Regions from separate parts of the Gossypium hirsutum genome. Here region 2 is linked to region 1. Evidence: chromatin contacts called from public Hi-C data. All regions are on one chromosome and are shown on one strand. The core of a region is the stretch at or near the end of the contact, and the rest is flanking DNA. Distances in the headings are between cores, read along the strand shown. Region 1 holds the start of LOC107886531 (protein-tyrosine-phosphatase MKP1). Region 2 holds the start of LOC107887450 (chloroplast sensor kinase, chloroplastic).

Region 1 (3,934 bases), core at 1,046-3,545:
TACCAGGTTCAGGCTCATCATTTAAAATAGCAGCTGGGTTTCTTTATCTTGATTTATCATTGCCGAACCTTCCACACCATCCCCTGATTTGTCACTTTGATGAATCTATACCTATCCAATAAATTAATAAACCCTAATCTATTACGTTTGAATCGATGATTCCCTAGCCTATTGATGCTAAATCACTCCCAATCGAAACATCAATGTAGCCAACCTTTCCCTTGCCTTTAGGCTCTTTTGCACTAATACTAGCATTTTGACCCACTACTTTCACATAGCCCAAAGAAAAGGCCTGCTTAGGATTTTTAAGAGATGGTGTATAAACACTAGCAATGTCGTCAGATTTTAAAAATTACACCCTTCAGCTCCATTAATTTTATTGACCAAATCTTCTCCATGCCTTTCCTCCTGCAAATTCTCCATTTCATTATGATTTTCTAGCACATTAAATCTAGATTTGATAGCCAATTTCCTATTAATTTTGGCGTCAATCTTTTTAGAATCCCTAGGATTTCGCCTATTGCGTCTCTCAACGATCATCCACGGGCCTTAGACGTCGTTGTTGTTGGACAAGCCATTTCCCTCTAGTGCCGTATTCGTCATTTTCTCTCCACCACTATTCGAGGTTTCATCAGTAGCTTCCCCTGAATTTATCACCTTTATAGAACAAAACTCCTTCATATGGCCATACACTCACATTAGAAATATAAAATATCTCGTTTATCGTAATTTGTGATACCTGAGGTTTGTCTAAACTAACATAGATCGTTATGCACACAAATTTACCTATTGCTCTGTTATTGGTATTGAAGTTTAGCTTAACAACCTTTCCGACTAGTCTGTCGATCTTCCATAAAATTTTCTCTTTTTGTGCATATAACCTGAGAGTTTGGGGAACCTTATCTATGACATTACCACACTAGGAAAAGGTTGTGCAAGGTCAAACTTAATGGACCATGGCTGAATTGTCAAGTATTGACCGAAGATGATCAAGGCCCTTAAGAAAAAACTTGTTCATAATCTTTTGGGTTCCAAAATTCTAGAAAATAACCATTTACAATATCCATCAAACTGAAAGGCTGACTTGGCTTCCACAAAGCATAGATTTTGTTTTGAAGCATTGCATACCCAATGCTCCTATCTAAAAGCTTAAACACCGTAGTGTAAGTCATATCATTGATTAACAACTGATTAATTCTCTTCGAGAAATTAATTGATGGGATACCGTTCACAAGTGACCTCATGATGTCTTATTCCATAAAGGTAAAGTCATCATCTTCTTCGATACCTGATCTACCATTCTTCCCTCTGAAAGCATGAGAACTTTTCCTTGACAACCTCTCCTTCCATGAAAATAGTGTGTCTGGGTCCAATTCCCCCGCCATCACCATATCCGAATTCGCTTCCTCATTCTGATAAGCCTCACATTTACATTCTTCATTGATAGAACTATTAGTTGTCATTTTCATTGAATTATTTAGGTGTCAATTTAATACATAACACTTCTCTTTTACATCAAGGGCTTTAACAACTATTGGATTGAAATTTTAAAATTTAGAAAATGTATAATGACTTATTTAGCCTTCCAATTTTACCAAAAAAAATCTTTTTAGCTATTCATTTATTTTTTTTTATCTCTTTTAGCCCTTAAATTTATATTATTTGTCAAATCACTCCAAAATAGATGAAAACGTTAACATTTAGTAACTTTGCTGATGTGGCATCCACATAGCTTTCAACATGCATGACATGATAGCAATTAATTAATTTTTTTAAATTAAAAAATTTTAAAAATAATTTTATATATTTTAAATTTTTTTAATAATTTTTTAAATTTTAAAATTTAATTAATTGTTGACGTGGTATCGACATGAAAATTCACGTGCATGCTATGTTAACAAAGCTAACAATTAACTTTTTCATTCATTTTGAGGTAATTTGATAAATAGCACAAGTTTAAAGGTTAAAATAGACAAAAAAATTAAATAAAAGACTAAAATAATTTTTTTTTATAAAATTAGAGGGCCGAATAAATTACTATACCGTTAAAAAAATATAAAAAACTAAAATTGATTAAATATTAAATATAGAATAAATTTACCACATAACTAATAACTTAATCTAGATCAAAATTTCAAAAATTTTGCTTTAAAATATTTATAAATCTCAAAATACAAAAGAAAATGAAAATAAATTCTTTATTCCTCATAAGAATAGTATAAATGGCATCACAAGATTTGACATGCATGATTAATAGGCCCCCATACCAGGATGACGTGTCACGTTGACCCTTTCTCTTCTGTTTTTTTCTTTTCTCAAAAACCCAACAAAATCATCTCCCATTGGCTGTTACGATTGTGTCACCCATAACTCGTTCCCACGAACTCACTTCTTCTTTCTATTTCACTTACCCTGTTTTCTTCTCTTTTGTTGAATGGTTTTTGCAGCAACCCCTGTTTCAATTAATCAGTTTCATTTCCTTTTTTTTTTCTCTTTCCAAATTCAAGTTTCAAAGTTTCGCTGGTCAAAGTTGAGTTTTCAATGGAATGATATTTTTTTTTTCTGTATTTTAGTCTCTCTTCAAAAATCCCAGCTTTAATAAAATAGATAAATAAAGAAAAAAATATTATATATATTTCTTGTTCCTCTTTTGTATATGACAGTTGGATTCTTACGGGTGGCATGAAGCCTTAGCTAATACTACGAGCTAGAAGTTTTACGGAGTCATAGTCGTATTTGAATTTTCTTCGTTATTTGATTCTTTGTCTAATCTTCTGTACATTTACTTAGAAAATAAAGAAAGAGAGAGAAGAGTCAAGGGGTTTAGGTAGAAAATTTGGGTGGTTTATTTATTATAAAAAAAGGAAAGACCATGAATTGGGGAATTTCCTGGAAGTATCCTTTAATGGGTATCAATTAATTTCTTTGGAATTCTGGTTGGAACTCCTTTTCTTTTCTTTTCTTTTTTTTTTTTTTGCTTTTAATTTTACATGTTTGGGCAAGAAGAAAAAAACCGGCTTGCCGGCACTGCTGCTGACGCCGACCGGCAACCATATCTACGGTCAATTTCTTGGACCGACCGTTCACCAAGTAAGCCGAACCCAAAACCGCCTCCGAACACAAAAGGGAGATCATGTTTGCCTCCTCTTTGTATAAAAAGAAGGCTGGTGGAAGAGTGGCCAAACGCTGGCTCTGATGACCTTGGTGTTTGGCCTCATCCCCAGACGCCTAGAGGCTCTGTTAAGCCCCTTCCGAGTCCCGGTTCCAATAGGGAGTTTCAGTTGAGGAAAGATAAGCTAGCTTTCTATGACAAAGAGTGCTCCAGGATTGCGGATCATATATATTTAGGGAGTGATGCCGTCGCTAAGAACAGGGAAATTTTGGCCAAGAATGGGATTACTCATGTGTTGAACTGTGTTGGTTTTGTTTGTCCCGAGTATTTCAAGAACGATCTTGTTTACAAGACGCTATGGTTACAAGACAACCCGTCCGAGGATATCACTAGCATTTTGTATGATGTGTTTGATTACTTCGAGGATGTTCGGGAACAAGGCGGGAGGGTTTTGGTGCACTGCTGTCAGGGAGTTTCCAGATCGACTTCTTTGGTGATTGCGTATCTCATGTGGAGGGAAGTGCAGAGCTTCGATGATGCATTTCAGTATGTGAAGACAGCTCGTGGGGTGACTAATCCCAATACAGGGTTCGCTTTCCAACTTTTGCAGTGCCAAAAGAGGGTGCATGCGGCGCCTGCAAGCCCGAATTCTTTGCTTAGAATGTATAAAATGGCTCCACACTCCTCGTATGATGCTCTTCATCTTGTGCCAAAACTGTTGAATCATCCAGGTATACAAGGGCTTGACTCCCGTGGGCCTTCATTGTGCATGTTCCTTCAGCTATTTATGTTTGGGTTGGAAAGAAATGCAGCAATATTATG
Region 2 (3,934 bases), core at 779-3,278, 360 kb after region 1:
TCTTGGGCTTGCCAACCTCTGACGTAGTAAGCTAACGAACCGACTGTGCAACCTTCCCAAAACATACAAACGGCCGCCTTTGCACATGTTGAAAAGATCACCTTGTAAGGGACATGGAGGGAAACGTCACCCCCGTAATGTGGAGAAGTGATGCATATTTGTCTAGAAGGCTAAGTACGGATTCTAAGCCCCATGAACCCTTTTTGAGGAATTTTGACAACCTTCAGCTAGATAGATTTAGCGGCTCGTGATTTTGGGAAAAAACAAATAAATATAATGGGAATGGAATTTTTATTGAAAGAAAATATGAAAAGAACAAAAAGGCTAAACTTTATGGGGAGAGAGTGTTACAGAAAAAGATGGACGTGATTTTATCTCTTTTTCACACCTCCTTCTTTTGGAAAAAGAGTGTGTGTTGATTTTTATAATTTCTTGATGAATTTTGAGGCAAGCTTGTGTTAATGTGATACAAAAGACATCGAAGCTATACAACATATTGTCTTAGATATGATGATCATTCGGGACCCTTGGAGCTTTTTTTCTACCCAGCCTAAGCTACATGGCATGCTTCACTCTTTCATTATGACCTAAATCCAGTGAGATTTCCTTCATTTGCGCAATGGTGGATTTCAGCACAAAAATGCTTGCCTCCTTTAACTCTTTTCTTGGTCCCAAGCTCATTGCTTCATTTGTTAGGAGATTAGGAAAGCCTACAATACCGTTATTTTCAAAGGAAAAAAGAGGACTTGGTTCAGGTTGGGAACGAAGCCTTTAAAGGATATTTGGACTTTCTTGCCTCAAATCTTCCTTCGTTCTCATTTTTCCCTCCACCACCTCTTTTTTGACATGGATTTCTCCCCTAGAACGCAGTTTAAAGATTAATTGTGGCACAAATTTCTCTTCTTTGACCTCTACTACTGGTATTGTCACATTTGTCGGAGACAACCTAAGGTGTGTAGTTTCTGGAGCTAATGTGCTAGTCTACTCTTCTTCTATTTTAGCAACAAAAGCCTCCTCTTTAAGGCTTGGCTCAAAACTTCTACACTCTTATCATTGACAAAGTGCCATTTTAGAATCTGATAGCATGCTCTGCATTGATGTTTTAAACTTGGATTCAGATCATTCTTAGGAACCATCTGCAATCCTAGACAACATTCTCATTTAGCATGTGAATTGCTAAACCAACCTTATATGAAACCTTTCCGTTGAATTGTGTTCGCATACCTTCAATGGATTTATGACATTTTCTAAAAATAATATTAAGAAATAATTAATTACAAAAATGGGATGGAAGAAAAATTAATTATGAAAATGGCTCTTTTGATACAATGCACGACGGTGCCGCTTGACACACCGGTGACACCATTCCACTTTTCGGCCAATGATAAAGCAATTAGTGCATTTAAAAAAATTTGGTGACACCACTTTGTCAGGCGGCATAGATATGTATTTTTAAAAAATACATAAATAAATATAGACAGTGAAAAAGAAAAAAAAATTATGAGTGTCACTTAACAAATCGACGGCATTACTTATTTCTTTAGCTATTGTTTCACTTGTTTCATTGATGTCCTTCAGCGCTTCTTTCACCTTCTCTCTTGTTCCATCACTAACATTACCAGGGTCTTTTCCCCCTGTGCCTCTAAAACTAACATTATGTTTAGTAACATCTTTTTTTTGTCAATCAAAATTTCTTTATAAAAAATTAAAGTAGTGCCGTCGGACTCTTAGGCGGCACTTATAAATTTATTTTTTCTTCAATGCACATTTTAAAATACAAATATTTTTTTTAAAAAAAAAATTGTTATTGACTGATGATAACTGAAAAGTGAGGGTGGTATCGTCAATTTATCAGGCGACACGGATAAATACAATAAATTCATATCATAATTAATTGTTGTTGCATACTTTTTATGTAATTAATTAATTTTTAATTACGAATGATAAGCATATTAAAAAAACAAAAAAGCAGCTAAAACGTAGTCGTTTAATAAATATCAGCATTGAAACACCATTATCATTTGATTTAATTTTTGTTTTTGTTGTTATCCATCCAGTCCAGTCCACACTTATGGCAGGCTCGGTGGTTCCACCAATGCTTCTCTCTGCAACAACATCCCAACTCCCTCTTTCCCCGCCTAACTCCTCCACCAACCAAACCCTTCCACGTGCCCCCCTCTACCACCTCTCCTCCTCCTCTCTTCCCAAACCCCCTCTCAAACACCTCAACCTCAACTCCACCTCCCTCCACCACGTCTCCGCCCCCACCCTCCCCGACGACGATGAATCCCCCAAGCCCAACCCGCCATGGTCTCCTCCGCCTCTGCCGTCTCCGCTGCCATCCGTAAAGCCTCCACCTCCCCCGTCGACTTCACTCAAAGAATCGAGAAAAACGACCACCGCAACCACAAATTAATCATGCCTACCCCAGACTTCCAGCGCCTCTGCCTCGAACAACTCGACCTCTTTCGCCGTATCGTTGACCACGACGCTGTTCTCTCCGTTTATGTTAGGCCTGCCGGTAGTTACGTCATGGACCAGCTGGAGTTACGTCGGGTTACCTCGTATCCGGGAGTCGAAGCCGCCGACATTTTGTTTTTAGTCGGAAACTTCACTGTCCCCGCAGGACTGCGTGCCGCTGAAGCGGCGCTTTCAAGTCAACAAATGGAGGTTGTGGGGGAGCATAGAGCGGTGGTATTTCCTATGGTGAAGCAGCCGTTCGTGGTGGGCTTCTTGGTGGCGGAGCTCCCGGGGATGGAGAAGGTGCCGCAGGGGAGTGGAAGTGGGAACATGGTTCGTTTTCCGACTCCTGAGGAGGCTTACGCGTTGTCTTCTCCTTCTCCAGGACTGGGTATGAAAAAATCGTGGGAAATTCAGTCTCTTGAGAATGAAGCCATGAGGCAAAATGACATCTTTACTGTTGACGAGAGTTCCAATGCCATCAATATATCTCGAACTTTAGCAGTGGCTTATGTTATGGATCAGGTTAGTCACTCACGTCATATTTCTTCTTATCTTTATACTACCAATAATTTATACAAATGCTTCATTGCCATTATCAAGCGAAAAAAGAATTTAGCTTTGCCATGTTATGTTGTATGTATGTAGGAACTTAATGTGATTTTACTTGTGTGTCTTGAGTCAATGCAACTTTTATATTAATCGTATTTCTTCCGTAGAAAGCTATTTTATTACAGCAATCGACATGGCAAAACAATGTCAGAATGGGTGCTCTGGTTGAGCAGGTATAATGTGTTGCCTGCTGTACATACATTTCCTTCTTCTTCTTTTTTTTTTTTATTGTTCAAGTTATTATGGTTTTTCCTTTAAATTTCAAAATTTTCTTACAGATTCGCGGTCCTCTTTCCAGCATTAGGACGTTAAGTAAAATGCTATCCACTCATGTCAAAGAACATGAGGTTAGTCCTTGAACCATCTGAAAAAATGTTGATCCTACTTTTCGGTTTTAAGTGTTTCATTCTGCAATTCTTTCGACTGTTACATATTTAATTAAGGAAAGCATACTCTTGTAGATTTCTCACGACATTGTTGAAGACATATTGGTGCAAGGTGACTGTATCAGCGGCACCCTTCAAGAGCTACAAGATGCTGTTTACTTGACAAAGGTCATTTTTCTCTCAAAACATGTAGAGATACACACATTAAGACCGTTGCTGCTTCTTCTCCTTTTCATTTTTCTTCTTTTGACGATTCAGAATGTCTTTCTTTCTTTTGGTTGATGTGATACAATAGCTCTCTGTTATGTCTTTCTGTTCCCAGTTAGTTTCATTCTTGGAATTAAAAGTTTCCCTTTTCTAGTTATCTTCACGCCCATATCTGATTTTCCTATCTGACTTGTTTTTAGGCTAATATAATGCGCTACAATGAAGGATCCTTGAAAAAGATGCGTAATTCAACTCATTCGCACCCTGAG

Evidence for each region. A called contact is a pair of places that touch in the nucleus more often than the background predicts.
Region 2: a contact with region 1 is called in a Hi-C map of leaf, with 2.0 times the contacts expected there. The contact joins the promoter of LOC107887450 here to the promoter of LOC107886531 in region 1. A contact is called at or near these places in 2 of 34 Hi-C or Micro-C datasets (both in leaf).

Annotation. Positions count from the first base shown.
Region 1 is chrA03:96,090,380-96,094,313 of Gossypium_hirsutum_v2.1, forward strand. It overlaps LOC107886531 (protein-tyrosine-phosphatase MKP1), which reads left to right and starts at 2,296. Exons shown (of 3, transcript XM_016810524.2): 1 at 2,296-3,867; 2 at 3,870-3,934. The coding sequence starts at 2,991.
Region 2 is chrA03:96,451,551-96,455,484 of Gossypium_hirsutum_v2.1, forward strand. LOC107887450 (chloroplast sensor kinase, chloroplastic) reads left to right here and starts at 2,029. Exons shown (of 7, transcript XM_016811713.2): 1 at 2,029-2,985; 2 at 3,180-3,245; 3 at 3,351-3,419; 4 at 3,534-3,626; 5 at 3,866-3,934. The coding sequence starts at 2,308.